Linked DNA regions of Mus musculus: all the other regions are linked to region 7. A link is a contact called in public capture Hi-C and promoter capture Hi-C data. All regions are on one chromosome and are shown on one strand. Each heading gives the region's core, a stretch centred on a gene start, on an enhancer-like site or on the middle of the called end of the contact. The rest is flanking DNA. Distances are from core to core; before and after follow the strand shown. Region 1 holds the start of Zfp273 (zinc finger protein 273). Region 2 holds the start of Zfp85 (zinc finger protein 85). Region 3 holds the start of Zfp85os (zinc finger protein 85, opposite strand). Region 4 holds the start of 4930525G20Rik (RIKEN cDNA 4930525G20 gene). Region 5 holds the start of Zfp729a (zinc finger protein 729a). Region 6 holds the start of Zfp493 (zinc finger protein 493). Region 7 holds the start of Uqcrb (ubiquinol-cytochrome c reductase binding protein).

What was found. Promoter capture Hi-C pulls out the DNA fragments that hold promoters and counts their contacts. Capture Hi-C pulls out chosen DNA fragments and counts their contacts.
Region 1: a contact with region 7 is called in a promoter capture Hi-C map of pre-B cells. The contact joins the promoter of Zfp273 here to the promoter of Uqcrb in region 7. A contact is called at or near these places in 6 of 39 promoter capture datasets (the C10 cell line, the SN4741 cell line, cranial neural crest and 3 more), 1 of 484 Hi-C or Micro-C datasets (forebrain), 4 of 115 datasets of contacts at active chromatin or transcription factors (bone marrow-derived macrophages, intestinal villus epithelium, large pre-B cells and 1 more) and 3 of 9 other capture datasets (adipose tissue, liver and macrophages).
Region 2: a contact with region 7 is called in a promoter capture Hi-C map of adipose tissue, with 4 times the contacts expected there. The contact joins the promoter of Zfp85 here to the promoter of Uqcrb in region 7. A contact is called at or near these places in 7 of 39 promoter capture datasets (the C10 cell line, cranial neural crest, frontonasal cranial neural crest and 4 more), 2 of 115 datasets of contacts at active chromatin or transcription factors (memory CD8 T cells and stem cell-derived neural progenitor cells) and 2 of 9 other capture datasets (adipose tissue and liver).
Region 3: a contact with region 7 is called in a capture Hi-C map of macrophages, with 2.7 times the contacts expected there. The contact joins the promoter of Zfp85os here to the promoter of Uqcrb in region 7. A contact is called at or near these places in 12 of 39 promoter capture datasets (the 3T3-L1 cell line, 3T3-L1-derived adipocytes, the C10 cell line and 6 more) and 3 of 9 other capture datasets (adipose tissue, liver and macrophages).
Region 4: a contact with region 7 is called in a promoter capture Hi-C map of adipose tissue. The contact joins the promoter of 4930525G20Rik here to the promoter of Uqcrb in region 7. A contact is called at or near these places in 7 of 39 promoter capture datasets (cranial neural crest, hippocampal neurons, liver and 3 more), 1 of 484 Hi-C or Micro-C datasets (CD8 T cells), 1 of 115 datasets of contacts at active chromatin or transcription factors (large pre-B cells) and 3 of 9 other capture datasets (adipose tissue, liver and macrophages).
Region 5: a contact with region 7 is called in a promoter capture Hi-C map of liver, with 2.5 times the contacts expected there. The contact joins the promoter of Zfp729a here to the promoter of Uqcrb in region 7. A contact is called at or near these places in 3 of 39 promoter capture datasets (cranial neural crest, frontonasal cranial neural crest and pre-B cells), 1 of 115 datasets of contacts at active chromatin or transcription factors (memory CD8 T cells) and 3 of 9 other capture datasets (adipose tissue, liver and macrophages).
Region 6: a promoter capture Hi-C map of liver shows a contact between it and region 7, with 2.8 times the contacts expected there. The contact joins the promoter of Zfp493 here to the promoter of Uqcrb in region 7. A contact is called at or near these places in 14 of 39 promoter capture datasets (the C10 cell line, the HPC-7 cell line, the SN4741 cell line and 8 more), 2 of 115 datasets of contacts at active chromatin or transcription factors (bone marrow-derived macrophages and large pre-B cells) and 2 of 9 other capture datasets (adipose tissue and liver).

The regions. Positions count from the first base shown.
Region 1 is chr13:67,812,510-67,815,229 of GRCm38.p6, reverse strand. It overlaps Zfp273 (zinc finger protein 273), which reads right to left and starts at 1,414. Exons shown (of 4, transcript NM_198322.3): 1 at 1,334-1,414. The coding sequence starts at 1,339. All of the region lies in intron 2 of 4930525G20Rik (RIKEN cDNA 4930525G20 gene), which reads left to right.
Region 2 is chr13:67,753,797-67,756,496 of GRCm38.p6, reverse strand. Zfp85 (zinc finger protein 85) reads left to right here and starts at 1,295. Exons shown (of 4, transcript NM_001001130.3): 1 at 1,295-1,434. The coding sequence starts at 1,429. It overlaps Zfp85os (zinc finger protein 85, opposite strand), which reads right to left. Exons shown (of 3, transcript NR_027969.1): 3 at 1-1,918.
Region 3 is chr13:67,727,760-67,730,733 of GRCm38.p6, reverse strand. It overlaps Zfp85os (zinc finger protein 85, opposite strand), which reads right to left and starts at 1,472. Exons shown (of 3, transcript NR_027969.1): 1 at 1,032-1,472. Zfp65 (zinc finger protein 65) reads left to right here and starts at 1,561. Exons shown (of 4, transcript NM_145622.2): 1 at 1,561-1,673. The coding sequence starts at 1,668.
Region 4 is chr13:67,829,486-67,832,274 of GRCm38.p6, reverse strand. It overlaps 4930525G20Rik (RIKEN cDNA 4930525G20 gene), which reads left to right and starts at 1,290. Exons shown (of 3, transcript NR_045194.1): 1 at 1,290-1,440. Gm10037 (predicted gene 10037) reads right to left here and starts at 1,169. Exons shown (of 4, transcript NM_001309374.1): 1 at 1,122-1,169.
Region 5 is chr13:67,636,372-67,639,160 of GRCm38.p6, reverse strand. It overlaps Zfp729a (zinc finger protein 729a), which reads left to right and starts at 1,380. Exons shown (of 4, transcript NM_183146.4): 1 at 1,380-1,514. The coding sequence starts at 1,479.
Region 6 is chr13:67,778,434-67,781,429 of GRCm38.p6, reverse strand. Zfp493 (zinc finger protein 493) reads right to left here and starts at 1,737. Exons shown (of 4, transcript NM_028402.2): 1 at 1,611-1,737. The coding sequence starts at 1,616.
Region 7 is chr13:66,903,783-66,906,743 of GRCm38.p6, reverse strand. Uqcrb (ubiquinol-cytochrome c reductase binding protein) reads left to right here and starts at 1,394. Exons shown (of 4, transcript NM_026219.2): 1 at 1,394-1,451. The coding sequence starts at 1,433. It overlaps Gm10767 (predicted gene 10767), which reads right to left and starts at 1,329. Exons shown (of 3, transcript NM_001177750.1): 1 at 1,123-1,329. It also overlaps a transcript of Mterf3 not described here.

The DNA of each region.
Region 1 (2,720 bases), core at 165-2,664, 910 kb before region 7:
TACAAATCAATTTGACTGGTGTGGCAAAAACAGCACAAATGGCAGGGTGAGGAGACACGTGTATACAAAGGACGGGATGAGCAGCCAGCTGTTTACAATCACAGTTCCATGAGTGAGCCACAGCTCTTCAACTTCATCTCTCAATCTTTCCACAAGAAAACAAATTTCTTACATCGCAGTCTCTGGTGCAATTTTATGAGTTAATATCTTCTAGTATTTTCCAGTCTGTACTATAGGATCAGTGATAGCTGGGAAGGTACAAAGCTCAGAGCGCCCCCTCTATGAGGTTTTGGTTTTGGTTTTGTTTTTTTGTTTTTTGTTTTTTGTTTTTTTTGTTTTTGTTTTTGTTTTTTGTTTTTTTTTTGCCTCATACAGGTGTGTGAATGTGAGGGTTCTGTCACAGTGGGTAAAGGAGTGATTCCTATCCAAAGTGAGCCGCCCTGAAAACTAACAATTTATCACAAAGAAAACGGGACGAACATCCCATACACCAAACTCCCCCGCAGAACTCCCTGTCCTGGAAACTATGAGCCACACGAACTCAAAACCAGAGTCCTGGGCCTGTCATAGAATATGGGAGGGCTCAGAAAAACCCACTTGCTCTAGATTTCCTGAGGGATCTGACAATAGCAATGTGAAAGCTAGTAACAGCAAGCTTCCCCAGCCAAGGGGCTGTGTGCGCTCTCATCATAGCCTGCTTCCGCACGATCAGCCAAGCCACCCTGCTCTAGCCATGTGGTGTGTCTCAGTGTAGCTCCTTGCTCCATTATCATAAGGTAAAATTGTGTCAATGTGCATTTTCCCTCCTGCCATACGATTCTAGGTACACCTGAGCTTTTAAAGTCACAACATATCGATCAAAGTAAGACGTAAACTCAATACACAGTGACATTGAAAGGTGGAATCATATTCCTACAACAACCTCTTTAAATCTGGTATTTTAAAAGTAGCCTAAAGGTATTGAAAAGCCTTGGGCAATAGCGCTCTTTTGGAGATCTTCGCATAGACTTGTGGGAAATGCAGTCCCTCTAATCATGACGTCACTAGACAGGATTCAAGCTTTCCGATCTCCATTCTTGCACTAGCAGGCCACCTCTCAGGTCCCTGAAACACATGATTGACTCTGGCAGTCGCTCCGTCCTAACAGAGCATTCGCTCCTGGCACCGTGCGTGCGCCCCACCCCTGCACTCTGGCCAAGCCTAGATCTGCATTGCACATCCAAGTGGGCTTCTCTCCGCCTCCCGCCCAGCCCTCACCGGCTCCCTGCACGCCGGACCCGCCCAACCTCAGAGTTCATGAGGTTTGCAAGTCTAGGCTGCACCCGGGACCAACCTCCATGTTAAGCGCGAAGAACAAGCCACACTGTCCGAACTTTGAGAACGCCGCAGAGTTTGGAGAATCACAAATGCAAAATGAACCCGGAAGCACAGAGAGCAGAGTCCTGTCTAGCGGGGTCATGCAGAGAGAAACTACATTTCCCAGAAGTCTATGCGAAGGACTGCCCTGAACCAAAGAAGTCAGAGGGTTTATAGGTCATGGATTGTATTTAACTGGAATTAGGCTCCTTTAAAAATCCCAAATTTACAAAGGGCAATTTGCGAATATGAGTGCAGCCTTTTACAGTAATGTGTATTAAGTTTACTTCTTACTCTGATCAATGCTGTGTCTTAAAAAGCTCAGGGGTTTGAGACAGAAGAATCACAAGTCTATGTCCCAAATTACACACTACCAAAAGAGATGGGGGGCTACTCACTGGTGAAGCACTTGCCTGGAGTAAAGGAGGCCTAGGTTTAACATCCATTATGACACTAAATCAAAGAGGAGAACAAAAACAAAAAACAGAACAATTTTGGTGTGTACACTGAAATCCACAGTTTGGGGCGGATATGGGCTAGGAAACACAGATATCTCTTACCGATAAGCCCCAGAAACCCTTTGAGATTTTCTTCTGTCCTTAGTCCCTTGTCCACACGTTCCTCAATTAATCCGTGTAAACAATTTAATATTTGAGAGAGCTGTGCCAGAGCTTTACCGGATTCTCTTTCACAATCTCACACAACTATTCACCACCAGATGTTCTTCCAGCTCCTGGCTCTACTCTCAATGGGAGGAAAACTGATCTTGGGCTCAATATGGCCAGTGAACTGACTCTTGACACACTATTCATCACTCATCATAGGATTTCTATCATAAGAGATTGCCGCGGAGCACCACAGTCAAGTATGAGGGTCCCTGGAATGAGGGTCCTTGAAGCTAGGTGGATAAGGTTTTGACAGTGACAAATAGAAACAAACACATAGGCAGTTTGAATCTGAGTGTATTCTGCAGCTCTCAAGCAGGAGATATTATACATTAAAAAACTAAACATTACATCTCTTAGAAACTACATCCAAATGAAACATTCACAGATACCAACAAAAATCATTTGGCACAGTAAAGTAGAAAAATCATCCAAGCATTACAACTCTGAAACCATGTATTCAGTGCATTGCAAACAGAACAGGTAACATCATCATAAATCATCAAAATATAACAATTCTAAAAGGATGTATCCAGTGGGGGCTGCCGTCCAAAGCTAGTGGCATATTTCTAGGAGCAGGTTAATAAATCTTTAATGATCAGTGCTAAACTAACTTTCCAGCCCCATGGAATTATTTAACATCTAGTGCCTGATTTTTTATAATCTTCAGTGTATAAATTTAAACTACTTTAATTCTTC
Region 2 (2,700 bases), core at 46-2,545, 850 kb before region 7:
ATTTCTTTCTGGTGATGAAACAAAAAAAGAACAATCTGATCTTCCCACTCTCTCATCCAAGAAGTAATCTCATTGTGAATCAGTGACCATGGCACGAAAACAAACTCTTTCCTCTCGTGGGGTTTATCGTTGGGTCTCAGATGTTACCAGTACAGGAATACATACACACGAGATAGGGAGTCCCATCACTCCGTGGTGTCAGTCCAGCCCCTTTCTTGCAATGAGTTCATTCTGTATGATCAGGAACATATTTCTGATACCTTTGTATTAAAGGAAGATTCATTCCTGTGTTATGAGATGAGGGAATAGAGTGAACTTCAAGCAAAAAACAAAACAAAACAAAAGAACCTTTAAGTACTTCCACATGAATGGGAGTAATGTAAGGAGTCCAGAAAGAGACTGGAAGTTGAATAGGGCAGATCCGAAGTAATACAGAGAGAAATCTTATGATGAGTGTTGGATAGTGGGTCAGGAGTCAGTTCACACACCATACTGATTCCAAGACCAGTTTTCCTCTAACTGGGAGAGGAGCCAGGAAGAACATTTGGTGGTGAATAGTTGTATGAGATTGTGAAAGAGAATCTGGTGAAGCTCTCTCAAATGTTAAATTGTTTACACGGATATCGGAGGAACGTGTGGACAAGGGGACTAAGGACAGATGAAAATCTCAAAGGGTTTCTGGGACTTATAGGTAAGAGACATCTGTGTTCCCTAGTCCACGCCCCAAACCGTGGATTTCAGTGTACACATCAAATCTGTTCGGTTATTTTTTTTTCCTCTTTGATTTAGTGTCATAATGGGTATTAAACCAAGGCCTCCTTCACTCCAGGCAAGTGCTTCACCAGTGAGTAGCCCCCATCTCTTTTGGTACTGTGTAATTTGGGACATAGACTTGTGATTCTTCTGTCTCAAACCCCAGAGTAGCTGAGATTTCAGAATATTTCCAGGAAACTTGGTTTCAAAAACTATCCTAAAGAGTTTGTGGTGTGCCCTAAAGTAGCTTCTTGCTCCGTTATTTTAAAGTAAAATTGACTCAATGTGATTTTTTTTCTGCCCCCCATAAGATTCTAGGAACCCCTGAGCTTTTTAAGTCACAGCATTGATCAGAGTAAGAAGTAAATCTAATACATATTACCGTTAAAGGCTGGACTCATATTCTCAAAATGCCCTTTGTAAATTTGGGATTTTTAAAAGCAGCCTAATTCCAGTTACATACAATCCATGCGCTTTAAATTCTTTGCCTTCTTTGGTTCCGGGTAGTCCTTCGCGTAGACTTCTGGGAAATGTAGTCTCTCTCTCTCTTTCTGTATGACCCCGCTAGACAGGACTCTGCTCTCTGTGCTTCCGGGTTCTTTTTACGTTTGTGATTCTCCAAACTCTGCGGTGTTCTCAAAGTTGGGACAGTGTGGCTTGTTCTTCGCGCTTAACATGAAGGTTGGTCCCGGGTGCAGCCTAGACTTGCAAATCCAGGAACTCTGCGGGTAGGCGGGTCCGGCGTGCAGGGAGCGGGGGAGGGCTGGGCAGGAGGCGGAGAGAAGCCCATTTGGATGTGCAGTGCAGATCTAGGCTTAGGGGTGGCTTGGCTGACCATGCCAGAGACAGGCTGTGATGAAAGCTCACACAGCACCTTGGCTGGGGAAGCTTGCTGTTACTAGCTTTCACATTGCTGTTGTCAGATCCCTCAGGAAATCTAGAGCAAGTGGGTTTTTCTGAGCCCTCCCATATTCTATGACAGGCCCAGGACTCTTGTTTTGAGTTCGTGTGGCTCATAGTTTCCAGGACAGTGAGTTCTGGCGGGGGAGTTTGGTGTATGGGATGTTCGTCCCGTTTTCTTTGTGATAAATTGTTTTCAGGGCGGCTCACTTTGGATAGGAATCACTCCTTTACCCACTGTGACAGAACCCTCACATTCACACACCTGTATGAGGCAAAAAAAAAAAAAAAAAAAAATTCTCATCGAGGGGGCACTCTGAGCTTTGTACCTTCCCAGCTATCACTGATCCTACAACACTGCAGAGTGGAAAATACTAGAGAATATTACCACATACAATTGCACCAGAGACTGCGATGTCAGAAATTTGGACTCCTTTTGTGAAAGGAGAGATAAGTTGCCCAGGTATTTGTATTGTGTGGAAAGATTGAGAGATGGGGTTGAAGAAATGTGGCTCACTAAAGGTCTTGTGATTGTATACAACAGTCTGCTCCCCATGGCATTTGTATACAGCCAGCTGCTCACCCCGTGCTTTGTATACAGCCTTTGCTCACTCTGTCCTTTGTGCTGTTTTTGCCACACTTCAGTCAAATTGATTTGTGTGCTGGAGACTGACTTACAGCATTCAAATCTATACCTAAGAAGCATGGGCTTTAAACTACATTATCATAATACCAGTATTTTCTATGTATTATCTAACTATAATTACAATAATATGGACACTTTCTAGTCAATGCCATTAATGTTCAGGAAACTAAGAACATGTCATTTTACATTTTATGGTGTGAAAAGTACATTTTCTTGTACCTTAGATCCCGTTTCTTAGAAGGTAGAGGTGATACAGCAAAATGCTTATATCACAGGTCACACATGCATGCATTTAATATATACATATACACATTTATATTTAATATATTTATCAAACAGACCTATTTAAAAGAAAATGTCAAATTTAAGGTTACGTGTGCTACCTAAGATTATCAAAAATA
Region 3 (2,974 bases), core at 223-2,722, 820 kb before region 7:
AAACTCATGCTCTGTAAGAATATTACCTACTCTCAACTACATAACAATCTCCTTCGCTTACTGTAAGTGAACATAGATTTTAGAGGAATTTGGTCAAATCTCACAGCTAATCCAGAATGTTTGTATGGGTGAAACTAAAATAATCAAGTTTTTATAAAATGATAGTATGTCTGATAAAGTTGAAACTGCCAACATGGTCTAAGGAAACATATAAGGCCTGAGAATCAGACTGTGGTAAACTCTCCCTAAGTATGCCTGGGCCCCTAATATCATGCTAAATGGGGCTTCCTGTATGTTCAGTTAGGTTCTGCATGTTCGTTTTGTTCCTATACCATATTAGTTCCTCCTCTTCCTCTTGAATTAACCAATCCCACTAGGAGGAAATGGAAACTGCAGAACAGTTGAGGGTGAATGCTGCATCCTCACAGATCAGCACCTCCCAGAGGAGTCAGTGCCCTCTCAGGTAGGTTTACATGTAACAGACACAAACATACATGCACACACACGCACATGCACATGTACACTGGAATCCTAGACATGTCCAGAAATGCTAAGGCCTTATGGTTGATGACAGTGCCCTTCACTGCAGCATTCAGGAGGAGTACAGACTAGTCATGACCTCATTCTAAACAGACATGCCAATCAAGTGTTCAGGTGAATGTACTGCTTGACTCTAGTTTCTCTAAGTGGAGCTGTATCCCTGGGTTAACACACTGCCTGGAATACAAGAATTGATAGGAACTTCACATAGTCTCTGTTCTGAATCAGTTTCCCTGTGAATCAGAATGCATCACAGAAACATGAAATCTTCCTTGTGATGGATGGGGTTCATACCTTTGTCTCAAGCATGAACTGCACAGGAATAAACTTTCCTAAAGAAGTGAGGGAAGTTCAAGACAGATACCAAATATTAAATAGTCTGAAACATGAATGATGGCATGATCAGGAGAGAGAGGAAATTCTATAAGGAACATCAAAGGGAACAAGGGAAATCCTATAGTGCACAGTGTACCAAAAGTCAGTAGACTCACCAGTGTGATCCCAGGAGCTCTGCGCCTCCTGCTGGGAGATGGGGAGGAGGAAAGCCTGTGCTCAGAGAACACCCGGTGGTGACTAGTTTTGATTTCCTGTTCTTCTGTCTTAAGCACCTGAGATGCTGCATGTCAGGCGGGATCACCAAGCGTGGTTTCATTAAAGAAATGCTCAGTCCTACATTACCTTCCTGCTTCCTTATTTTTAAGTAAAGCAGACCATGAAAGCATGATTTCCCATGTGTTAGTATGATTTCATAAGTAGATTTGAGCTTTAAAATCACGTTTTAGCAGAAATAACTAGCATGTATAATTAACATTACTGAGAAAGGCTCGACTCACAGGCTAACATCCCTTGCTGAGACCACAGCACTTCAAAAGAGCCCGAATGCCCTGTGGCTGCCCATGTGCCTGTTTCTTTCCAATTTCACTTGCTCACACTTAGGCAGGTACCCAGGCAGTGCACCGAACTCCTTTGGTGTGTTCCTGGAAGTCCTTTACACTGATTTGTGGGAGATGTAGTCCCAACAATTATGACGACTCCAGAAGGGGCCGTTGGTACCAAACTTCCGGATTCGTTCTTAAACCTTGCTTCTCCCCAAAGTTAATCGAGTGTCTTGGGTTTGGATCCCTGACATGGAGGTTGGTGCAGGGAGCAGTGCGGTCGTACAGATCTGAGGGACTGTGCAGGATGGCGGGTCAGGCGCGGAGGGAGCTGGCTCAGGCTGGTTGGGAGACGGGGGGGGGGGGGGGGCGGGGGGCGAGGGGGCCGCCGACCTGGAGGTACTGTGTTGACCTAGGATGGGCCACTGCCCCTAGGAGCAGGATTGGCCGGGAAGAATGTTAGAGACAAGGGGATGGCAAGGGCAGGCTGGGTCTGCTGACTGCCTGTGCGGAGATGCTGAAGGGAGCATTCTACTTTGCTCTGCCTAGCTGACCCTTACTCATGTGATTGTAGTCTGAGTCCCAGCACTTACAGAACTTCCGGAAGTTCCAGGGACAGAGAGTCTTGTGAGGGCGACTGTTGTGTGGGATGTTAGTTTCTTTTCTTTTGGAATGAATTGTTAGATTTATGGATGCCTCGGGTTGAGTAGGAATTCCTAATGTACACCTCTGTGACCTGAGTCGTCACAATACAAGGCTATGTAGCTACAGAATAATCTTGGAATTGTTTTGAACTTATGTTGGCACAATCCAAATAATTATGGATTTTACACTTAAGCTTAAAATCACTAGACAGCAGTGCCCCAATAATACTATCTGAGTATATTTATTTTTTCAAAATTTGGACTGCATTTCTGATAGGATAGTACACTTGTGTGATGAGAGAAAGATCGCAGGGAGGGGCTGGAATGCCTGAAAGGGAAGGGAGAAAATATCTCTGCTAATAGGCCAGGCTCTGAACATTGTTCTCTTACCACATGATTTACTTCTGTCTGTTCACATTATCAGCAGTGACTAATCTCTTCTAAAAGTACTCTGTCCCTCAATGTGGCTTTCTGGTTTACTGATGCTTCCTGGATAGTTCTAGAAAGGATTCCCCAAGTTTTTGTACTGTCTTTGAGAGACTGTAAGATAAATTTCAAAAGCTGTAGCACACTTGGGGGTCTTAAGGTTTACACATAGTAGGTTCCTGTTCATGCAAAATGCACAGTTCTCCTCTTGAAGGGTTAAGAGAATAGTTTAGCCCAGAGCCATTTAATTGGCCATGATCTGAGAAGACAGATTTAGTTTAGTGAAAATTCCATACTCCAACTTGGAAGCAGTTTCATGGTTTTACAGAACAAATAATGTCATTAGCCAAGTAAATTTTAAAATACATTGATGTGAGTCTGATAGAGGTATGTACTGTGAGACATGGGAGATGTTCTATTCACCAAAGATACCATTTGATGAGATTTTAGCTTTTGGACTGATAGAAGCTCATGTTCTGCCTAGTCAGT
Region 4 (2,789 bases), core at 41-2,540, 930 kb before region 7:
TTCAAGGTTCTGAACATACGGGGAAACCAGCATGCAAAGGACTAATCATACTGAGAATTTAACATAGAACAGAATTCACTGTTCCTTGTCATGTTCCATTTCTGTGTTTTCTCTAATGGGTACTGGTTGATGTTTGTGACATTTCTGAAGTGTGTTTTACACATTTGACAGCATGTATCAGTGTGCTGTAGTTGAGCAGCATGTTTGCTATGCTGTCTAATTATTTCAAAATTTTTTAATTTCTATATTCATGTCTTATTGAATAATGCCCCAGATTGGCCAACGAGAATAGTCATATTATTTTTTTATTTATACATGAAAATATCAGCAGTTTATGTATTAGTGGGGTCCTTTAAAATAATTGTATAGATAAGCTTTGATCATTTTTCTAAGTATTGTTGTGCTCAACTCAAACAGTATGTTATCGGATTCTAAGATGTAGCCCACATGATCCTTATACACATCCAGCATTCAGGGCAACAAGACTGCAAGCTTCTCTCTCTCCCACTGTTCCAGAGCGTCCATTACTCAGGAAGGCCCAGAACCTTGGCTTCCTGACATCAGTAGTCCATGGTAAAAAATATTTGGCCTCCTTCTTCTATAAGTTACAACTCTGTATTTTTAGTTTAAAAATAGCTCAACAATTTCAGTGTGAGATGAGAACATGCTGACACTCTGAGTGTCATGGTGAATAGCTTCAATCCCAAGATGAGGGAGGCAGAGGCAGGAAGATCCCTGTGAGTTCTAGTTCAGCCTGGTCTACAAAGTAAGTTCCATGAGAACCAAGAGAAATTCTGTCTAAAACACAAACACAAAAACAAAAAACAAAAACAAAAAGCAAAACAAAACAACAGGCTGAAATAACCATTGTGGGCCAAGGACACATCCTGTGTTTGGGGATCACTAACATCTCTAGGGCACGAGAGCAGCACGCAGTGTCCAAAGGAAACCATCACCTAGGGCACAATCCTCATCGTCCCGACATGCAACGTCACCTGTCCCAGCCGGTACAGCAAGGCAGGTCCAAGCAGCAGCTTCTGCCCTCCCACCCAGTTCAGTTTCGCTCCCTCTGAGACAGAACCGGGAACAGAGACCCAGGCTATGTTGTTTTCTGAACCAACCTCCACATCACAGACGACAGGAATGTAACGGCCACACAGGACTCTCGCAAAACTTTGGGGAAGACCCCTCTGTTAAGCAAAAACCTAGTGGGGGGTTTACCGGTTAGCTCCCTGTGACGTCACAGTATCCAGACTACATTTCCCAGAAGTCCGTGCGAAGGGATTTCTGTAACCCACCGAAGGTGATTTCTCTGGTTCCAGAATTTGTCCCTGGCAACCCAAGAGAGAGAATAGAAGGAAAGAAGCAGTCTGCAGCACATTCTTGGGGAGTCGGGCTGGTTTTCCCCCCTCCGGATCCACAACAGGAGATAACGTGAATGTGAGTCGAGTCTGTGACAGAAATCTTAGGAGTACAAGTCATTTCTGGGCCATATGTTGTAATTTTAATCTTACTTTAAAAAAGAATCACGCTGACCCTGTTGTGTTTTTAAATAAGGAAGCAATACACTAATGTGGGAAAGAAAATCATCTTAAGATTCATTAATATTTTTTAACTCCCAGCGGCTCTTGATGCCTCTTTGGTTCTCACGCTCACTGAGAATGTCTTGTTGGAGATGGCAGCAAAATTCTCATAAACTTACAAAATATTTGTCCACTCCCATTCCTAGTAGGCTTTCAACTCTGGCACATTTGACATTGTTTTGAATCTCATTATTCATCACGGTCATATCCCATGGTTGAAAATATTGCCAGTATTTTTTCTTTTGGTTTTTCGAGACAGGGTTTCTCTGTATAGCCCTGGCTGTCCTGGAACTCACTTTGTAGACCAGGCTGGCCTCGAACTCAGAAATCCGCCTGCCTCTACCACCCCCACCCCCACCCTCACCCCCCACCCCCCAGTGCTGGGATTAAAGACATGCGCCACCACACATTTTCTCTCCTCACTCACTCATGAGATCCTTGGGTGTTTGCTAAGTGTGCTGTTACCTTAAAGGAACCCCATGCAAGGTGAGTAGATTGGACTTAGTGCTGCTTTTTAGTGCTCACATCCTGAGGTAAGGGAGGCAGGACTTGTCCACCTGTGGTGACTGCAGGAGCCTCCTGAGCAATAGCTGCAGCCTTGGCAGGAGTGGGGCTTCTGGTCTGCACTTCTTTATCTTTCTGAGACCTCAGCCATCAGGAAAGCTAACCAGCCATGGAGGCCAGGAACCAACCTCACTAGGTCCAGGGGTTTGGAGCCATGATTTCTGTGCCAGAGGGTGCCTTACCTGTTTGTTTCTCAAGTTAAGAGAAGCTTTACTGGTTCCTAATGCCTGTTGTCTCTGCTAGAACTCAAAGCCTGCTTCCTCTGAGATAGCACTCCCTCTGTCTCTGAGATTCCTTTGCCTTATGCCTGTGGTCTGCTTTTGTTTCTGCCCCAACGTGCCTAGATTTGGGAGGTGACCTATCCCCCACAGATATCGTAACTACTGGCTATGAATGAAACTATACCCCTGCATTCTCAATTGTTAAGCTCTGCTGGCAGCATCTAGCATTGGCTGGATATAAGGTACTGTCCTTACTATCACCCACAAAACCTGCCTTGTACATGTAAATATTTGTCACTTCCTGCGCAAAAGGAGTATTCTCTGAGATTGTCATGTTAATGAGCAAGTTGCCCCAGGGAGGTCCTGGAGTTTTCATTGACTTTATCCAGAAAGTAACTTTAACTTATGGACAGGGCAGTCC
Region 5 (2,789 bases), core at 131-2,630, 730 kb before region 7:
TAGGCTGTACCAAATTTGATTTAACTAATAGTTTTCAATCAAGGAACAAGGTTTGCACAACAGAACCTTTTAAATGTGAGAGGTCCATGGTAAGCTTAGACCTTCAGATATAAAATTTAGTATTACAATACATAGCAACATACCAAACCTCAACACATACACATATTGGAAAACTAACTATGCTCAGAAATGTTAAGTCCTTCTGGTTGTTGGCAATGCCCTTCACTACAGCCATCAGGGGGATGACAGACCACTCATGACCTCATTCTAAACAGACATGCCAATCAAATGTCCAGGTGAATGTACTGCTTGTTGACTCTAGTTTTTCTAAGTTAAGGAATCTGTTCTGATCCCTAGGCAAACACACTCCCTAGAGAAGAAAAATTGGAATGGGATTTTGCACAGTCTCTGCTCTGAAACAGCTTGGCTTTGAATTATTGTGCCTCAGGGAAGTATGAAGACTTTTCTGTAATGCCATTTGTAGCTTTAACTCAAGCATGAACTACACAGGAATAAACCTTCCCACGAAAAGATGGGAATTCTCCATACTCCAAGTTTCCAGTCTAACTTCTTTAATACATCGACCTCATTTTACAGTGATATGAACATATTTCTGATACCTTTGAATTCCAGGAGGAACTATCTCGGTGTTCTGTTTAGGAGAAGTGAGGGAAGTGCAAGGCAGCTACCAGTAATGTTCAAGTATTATCAAATGTGAATGATGACAGGATCAGTGGAGACAGGAAAATCAATAAGGAACATCAAACCAAACACAGAGGGAAATTGAAGAGCCAGTACACACACCATTGTGATCCAAGGAGCTCTGCCCCTCCTCTTGGGAGAGATTCAGAGGAGGAAAGCAAGTGCTCAGAAAACACTTCGTGGTGACTCAGTTTGATTTCTAATTCTGTCTTCAGCACCTGGGATGGTTTTGATAGCATATTAAAGAGATAATGCCCACTCCTACATTAACTTCCTGCTTTCATATTTTAAATAAACAATGAAAGCATGAATTTTCCATTCGGTAGTAATATTCCATAAGTAAATCTGTGCTTTAAAAAACCAAGGGGAAAAAAAAAAAAGAAAGAAAGATCGAAGCTTTAATCTCACAATGTTTTAGCAGAGATAACAAGGAAATGTGATAAACATTACTGTGAAACTCAGCTCACAGGCTAACATCGCTTGCTGTAACCAAAGACTTTTTTAAAAGCCCACTTTCCCTGTGGCTGCCCATGTGCTGCAGCTTAGTTCTTTCCAACTTCAGCTGCCCACAGCTGGACCGCAAGGCAGGCAATGCACAAGACATCTTAGGTGGGGTCCCTGTAAGTCCTTCCAACTGACTTGTGGGAAGTGTAGTCCTGGTTCCTGTTTCGTCATTAGAAAGGGCCATCGGACTCGAACTTCCTTATTCTTCCTTCAAACTTCACTCCTCAAATGTATGCAGTTGTCCTGCTCAGCGCTGCATCTGGATTTCTGAGATGGAGTTCGGTGCAGGGACCAGCGCCTTCTTTCAGGTCTGAGGGGCTGTGCAGGGTGGCAGGTAGGGCACGGAGGGAGCTGGCTCGGGCTTGTTGAGAGGCAGGAAGCTGCTGACCTGGAGATGCTGTGCTGACCTAAGCTGGGCCGCTGCGCCTGGGCACGGGTTTGAAGGGGAGAAGGTTGAAAACAACAGGATGGCAAGGGCAGGCTGGGTCTGCTGACTGCCTGTTCCCGAGATGCTGACGGGAGCGCACTCATCATTACCTAGCTGACCCGTTCTCACGTGACTGTAGTCAGATTCTCAGGGCATACAGAGCACTTGGACTTGTAGCGCCCTCTGTATGTTATGTCCTGGAGACTACTCCTGGTTTGAGCTCAAACAGCTTCCTAAAGTTCCTAGTGTCCAAGGAGCAAGAATCCTGTGAGGGAGGGCAAACTGTTGTGTGGGATGTTAGTTCCTGTTCCTTTGGAATGAATTGTTAGACTCACGGATGCCCTGATTCAAATCACATTTTCTGATAGACACCTTTGTGACCTGAATGCGACAATACATGGCTATAAAACCACAAAATAATCTTGTAGTTGGTATGAACCAGTGTTTGCACAATCCAAATAAATAGGATTTTACACTAAAGATTAAAAATCACTAGACAATAATACCTCAACAGTTCTGAGTATGTGTTGTGTCCAAAATTTTGACTCCTTTTCAGATGTGAGAGACGACTTGGGGTGATGAGAGATCACAGGGTGGCACTGGAAAGTCTGAAAGGGAAGGGGGAAATGCCTCTGCTCATCTGCCAGGCTCTGTGCATTGCTTTCTAATCTGCCAGACTCTGTACATTGTTGTCTCTTCACGTGCTTTTCTTCCTAGAGTTCACGTTATCAGCAGTGTCTGAACTCTTTTAAATTTTCTTTTGTCCCTCAATGTGACATTCAGGTTTAGTGACACACCCTTAATAGTTTTAGAAAGAATTCTCCAATTTTTTCAACTGTATTTGAAAAGCTGTAAGATAGGGAAGGAGAGATGGCTTATTGGTTAAGAGCATGCCTATTCTTCCAAAGGTCCTGAGTTTAATTCCAGCAACCACTTGTTGGCTCCCAACCGTCTATTATTGGATCTGATGTTCTCTTCTGGTATGTCAGCAAAAGAATGCTCATATAAATAAATAAATAAATATTTTGAAAAGTTGTAATATAAATTTCAAAAGCCGTGGCACTCTTGGGGTCTTATGATTTACACATAGTAGGTTTATGTTCATGTAAAAATGCACAGTTCTCCTCTTAAAGGGCTAAGAGAATTGTTTAGTCCA
Region 6 (2,996 bases), core at 488-2,987, 870 kb before region 7:
CTGCTGCATAGTATGGTTGTCTTCTACTGACTACATGTAAATGAAGTAGAATAGAAAGACAGGAGAAGTTAAGATCTGGGAAGAGAGATCCCCTCACTTGAGTTTGAAGCTTTTCAGCAGCTGAAAGTCAAACATTTTGACAGCTAACACTCAATGTGAAGGTTTCCAGCAGAGGCAATATTTGTCTTCCTTAGTAATACTTTCAAATAAAAATGTTACAATAGCCATGAATAGGGCTGGAGAGATACCTGAATGGGTAAATACGGACTGCCAGAAACTCTGTCAGTTAATAACAGAGTTCAATACCCAGAACTCACATGGTGGAAAGGGAGAATGACTCCCAGAAGATATCCTCTGACCTTGTAGGTCCTGCCATGTCAATGTGGCACAAACCAATAATCCTAGTCCTTGGGAGGTAGAGGCAGGAGGATTAGGAGTTCAAGGCTGGCTTCATTAAGGTGCTTACAAGGTGCCAGTCACAGGGCCCTGAGTGATCAGAGCTCCTCAATTCCATCTTTTTGTCTCTCTGACACACTGTAAGTACTTGGGTGAGTTTGTCTAGAACTGTTTGGGGAGGGTTAGGGAACCTAGATGCCACATTCTTCGATAAGAGTTGGTTTAGGTGAGTTTAGACACTGCAGATGATATGCAAAGACAGAACAGCTGGCCATTAAAGAGCGATGAAGACCGACCTCTTAGGATGCAGTATTATTTCCTCCCCCAGAGACATTTCAGCCCCCTCTCACCTGTAACCAACAGCCCTGTACCCACGCCTATTCTCACACCAATTTGTTTCTCCATTTTGAAAAGGAGTCCAAACGCAGTCTCCGAAGGTACTGGCTGATCTATTATTTTCTAGTACTTTTCACTCTACACTACAGAGTGAACTACTTGGTTGACACAAAACTCAAATCTTTCCCTTTAAGGGACTATTCTGCCCTCATTCATATAGGAGTGTTAGTCTTGGGGTTGACGTCACAACAGTGATCGCGAAGGACTTCTATTCAAAATAGTTCATAAATCTAACAGTTCATTACCAAGAAAATGGAACCAACATTCCAAACACCAACCGCCCTCCCAAAACTCCCTTCACTTGCAAATAAACAAGGTTATGAACTTTTGTCAACTCCAAGAGTCCTGGGCCAGCTATAAAGTAAAGAAAGCACCACACACCCAGTTGGTTCTAGATTTCCTGAGAAATCTGACTACAACCATGTGAGCCTGAGTCAGCTAGAGAGCAGAGTTTCCCCAGCCAAGCAGGAGAGTGCGCTCCCAGTCATAGCCTCAGGCTGTCATCAGACACCAGTCAGGGTGAAACCTGCCAGGACTTCCAGCAGTTCTCACTCCTGGGTCCTGAGCCAGCTCTCCTGCGCAGGGTGGACTCCAGCAGTAGCCTCGTGCAAGCAAAACGGTCACTCTCAGAGCCGACCCCATTGCCCTTTCCGCAGCTCTGACCTGGATCCAACGTGGGGTTGGTCCAGCCTAGGTCAGCACAGCACCCCCAAGTCCGCTTCTTCCCACCTCCCATCCACAAACCCTCGCCATCCATTCCGGACCCATCACCACGCGGACCCTCACGCCTGCAGGGCAGCGTTGCACCCTGGACGAACCTCCATGTGAGAGATGCAAACCGAGTACTGAGCAAGACCTTTTTCTTGCTCAACTTTGGGAAAGATGCAACTATGCAGACCGAGAGTAGAAACGTGGTTTCCTGACTGGCTCCTTGTGACGTCATATGGGCAAGACTACATTTCCCACAACTCTATGCGAAAGAAATCCCTTAGAGTGTAAGGGGTTGGGAGGAAGCAGTCAGTTTGTGTCCTGGTACAACCACAGGGAGCCAGTTGGCTTTTAAAATGCTAAATTTAAACCGGGCAGTGGTGGCGGCGCTAGCTTTTAATCCCAGCACTTGGGAGGCAGAGACAGGCTCTGAGTTCGAGGCTAGCCTGGTCTATGGAGTGAGTTCCAGGACAGCCAGGGCTACACAGAGAGGGGGGGGAAATGCTGAATTCAGTACAGGACACGTTTAAATGTAAATTGAGCCTTTGGCAGTAACCTTTAATAGGTTTGCAACTTATTTCTGTTCAATATGTTGCGATTTAAACTCAAAAGTGTACTTATTATGGAATCTTCTACATGTAAAGTTCACACTGATTCAATATTACTATAAAATAACTATATGTGACCTTCCTTGTAGTCGAACTGCTCAGGAACTTAAGACAGGAGGATCCCAAATCCAAGGCTAACCTGGGCCAAATAAAGAGACCTTGTTTCAAAATACAATGTACAAGTAGGGTTAGGGAGCAAGGGGTAAAGCCCTTGACTACAGTGGAGGCTTGGCTTAATACCAAGCATTACATATGCATAACTACTCCTTGTTCACCTGTGTGAGCCATACATGGATAAGACTCCACAACTGGATAACGTTTTCATGTGAACACTGGAAACTTCCATACAGTGAAGGGCATGGATCAGGGACACAGCTGTTTTAAATCATTGGACAAAGTTAAACATCCAGCTCTCTGATGTTAACTTACGAAGAAATCCTGAATTTATCTCAGGATCTTTTTTTGGTCTGTCTGTAAGTAGAGTGCACACATGTTCATCCACTAATTTGTGCTATACAAGAGCTTCATCCTCTTCTACCTGGTTTTTCATGAATGCAGGCAAGTATTGTTGGGGACAAGAAAAGAAACGTATTCTAAGTACTATGACGATTTCACTTTCAGATTTCATTAAATTCTAGAGAGAAACTAAATTCATAGTTCCAGGCCCTAGGGGAGCTGGGGACTTCCGTATAGCTGAATAGCTTCTGTTTTAAACAGTTGTCTGAGTCCAGCCATCTCAAGGGCAACTTCTCCATCTTGCTGGCAGGGTCATACAAGTTCATGTTCCCAGGCCCGTAAAGAACAGCTATCACTCACTTTTCCAAATGTTTTCTTAATTTGTTAACAGCTGTGTGTGTGTGTGTGTGTGTGTGTGTAGAGAGAGAGAGA
Region 7 (2,961 bases), core at 145-2,644:
GCTGGGATTAAAGGCGTGCACCACCACTGCCCAGCTCATTTCTGTATTTTTGACATTAAATCCAGTCCAAAATTCAGAAAAGATAGTTGATGTCAATGAGAGGGAAACCAAGAAATAATAAATAGTATCTACCTCAAAAAAAAAAAAAAAAAAGACCACTATCGAGTCATAGTAAAACTCAACAGTAACTCCACTTTCTGTCCTTAGTTTTTTATTTTAGACTCTACCTGTTGGGGTTGAGATCTTGAAAGCACAGTCTATAGTCTTTCTGCTTGCTCCATTTTTAATACTATATGCAAATTCTAAATATATCTTAGGGGTTTTGTTGTTGTTGTTTTGTTTTAGGTAAGGTCTTGCAGACTGATGCCAGATTCACTATGTAGACAACTGTAGTCTTGAACTTGCAGGGATCCTCCTGCCTCAGACTACTGAATTCTTGGATCTTGCATGTGCCATTTACTCCTACCTTAAAGTTAATATTTTTAAAGCTTATCCAACCTAACTTTCTACTAAAATTGTTTGATAGGGATTTTTAGGTGGGGAAAGTGAAGCCTAGAAGCTGAAAGTTATCTGGGATTGGTTGTGCAGCATATGATCCTAGAAATAAGGAAGCCCGAATTTGAAACTGGATTTCTCAATTCTAGTTAACAAACAAACAAACAAACCTGGACTCTACCCAATTTCAATGCCCTTGGATAACTTATTGAACTTTTCTGAGGCTCAGCTTCCTTCTCTCTTCAATACTGATAGCACCAGTAATTACACTGATGATTTAGAATTAAATGAGAATATAGCCACACTTCTGAACCCAAAGATTGCAGACCTATAGATTGAGTCTACCACAGATCGGGAAGGGGTATATCTGTGTTAACTATAAATGTTCATTATACCTGTGTTACTTCCAAAATAGTGCAGTATAACAGTTATTTGTGTGGTGCTTACTTTATATTCTGTATTAAAGTAATCCTGAGGTGATTTAAAGAATGCAATAGTGTATACATTATATTAAAACACCGCACCATTTGACATAAAGAATTTGAGCATCAAGCGTCCTCTAGCGTCCTAGCATCCCCTCCATGCATTTTGAGATGCGGTTTGCCTGAAAATCATTTACTACATTACCTGTCTCCAAGACTCCATTTATTCCGCAAAGGTTCTTTCCTATAACAGAGCATTGAATAACACTGTCTCCTAATTTCGCAGTACTTTCCCCATTGTGTCGCGAAGAATGTTTTTTGTAACAAGGCACACAAAAAGATCAGCCTAATGTGTGGAGTCCATTCAGGTAGGAAAGAGTAAATGCCTTCTGCTGGCGGTCAGAGCAGCGCCTGCCCCTCCCTTCCCCTTCCTAAAGTATCCAGGACGCCTGCGTAGGAGCCCGGCGTGTCCTCTAGGACTTACCCAGAAGGCAGCGCTTCACTCTCAGGTCAAAATGGCGGGCCGATCTGCTGGTGAGTAATTACTCCTCCTTTGTGGGTATCGTGGAGCGGTTGTATTTTCTCACGAACTTGTTCTCCTTTTGCGTTAGCTAAATAGCTAGTTTGTGATAAGAGACGTGGCGACCCAGCAGCTCAAAGGACAGGTTTCGCTGAGCCAGGTCGGGCCTGCCTGAGGGTTAGAACAGGGACCTCTGCCGGAAGGAGCCCAGCGGGGCTGACCGGGTTCGGCCTCCTTCCCCTCCGCCTTGGGACAGCTTAGGGAGGTGAGGAGGTCAGCAGACGACAGCCACAGCGAGTAGTGGGGAGCATTTGGAGTCAGGCGCAGGCCACTTCAGTGACAGTGATCGGAGCAAACAGCGCCCGAGCCCGCATGACGCTCCTAAGACTTGTCAGAAGAATTAAAAGGAAGTAAGATAGGGTTATAGTGAGGTTTCAGGTTAACCTTGGCATATCTGGACGGTGAGCTGGGGCTGCAGGGCTGTAAGGACTTTTGTTTAATGTAGGCACTAGAACAAATTTGAGATAGAGTGCCAGAATGTTTTCACATCAAATATTACTCACCCTCTCCCCTCCTATTTTTTTTTAAAGCTTAATCTTTGCCCACTGATGGTATACGTTGGAATAGTCTTTAAAAACAATACTGATAACCTTCTCACAGTCCCTGGAAATTCTGAAGGCATTAATTTTACCCATTTGACACAATTTTAGGAAAAGTATTCTGTTTTGTTGAGTTTAATACTTACGTAAGCCAGCTTCCTTTTCTGCAACAGGCTTTTGATCTATAATGTGGCAAACAGAGTAGTGCCTGACACATTTGTTAAGTAAATATTAATCGATATTATAATCACTGCTGTGTTAACAATTTAGTTCTTATGCTTTTTTTTAATATTTTTATTTTTTGAGCCAGGGTAGCCCAAGTTAGCTGTGTATTGAAGAATGACCTTGAACCTCTGATTCTTTTTTCCTCCACCCTAAAAATGCTGGAATTGCAGGAATGAATCACTATGCATGTTTTATGTAGTGCTGGAGTTGGAGCCCAGGGCTTTGTGGTGTATGTTAGGCAAGCAATATACCAACTGAGCATTAGCCCTTGACAATTTAAATTTCTCTTAGAAACAATTTTATGCATGACTTCTAATTTAAAGGTTGGAGGAAGCCATGTAGTAATCTGTACTGAGGATTAGGAAATTAGAAGGAGATAATAAGAAGGGAGCCTCTTTTTCCTTCTATGGTAAGAAAGTAGCCTTAACGCTTAGGGACTGAGAATATAGCTCAGTTGGTAAAAAGTTTGCCTTGCAATGTAAATACTGGCCTGATTTCGGTTCTCAGAACCCATTTTGTTTGTTGAGCTTTTTCTTTTTAAATAAACTGAGTTCCATTATATGAGACACGTCTCAGTAGCCCTAATCCATGCTTTTAATCCTAGAGCTGGAGACAAGGAAACAAGTGATCTTGGGGTTCACTGGCCTTTTAGCCTAATGTACTTGGCACTTCCAAGCCAGTGAGAGATGCCATCTCAAAA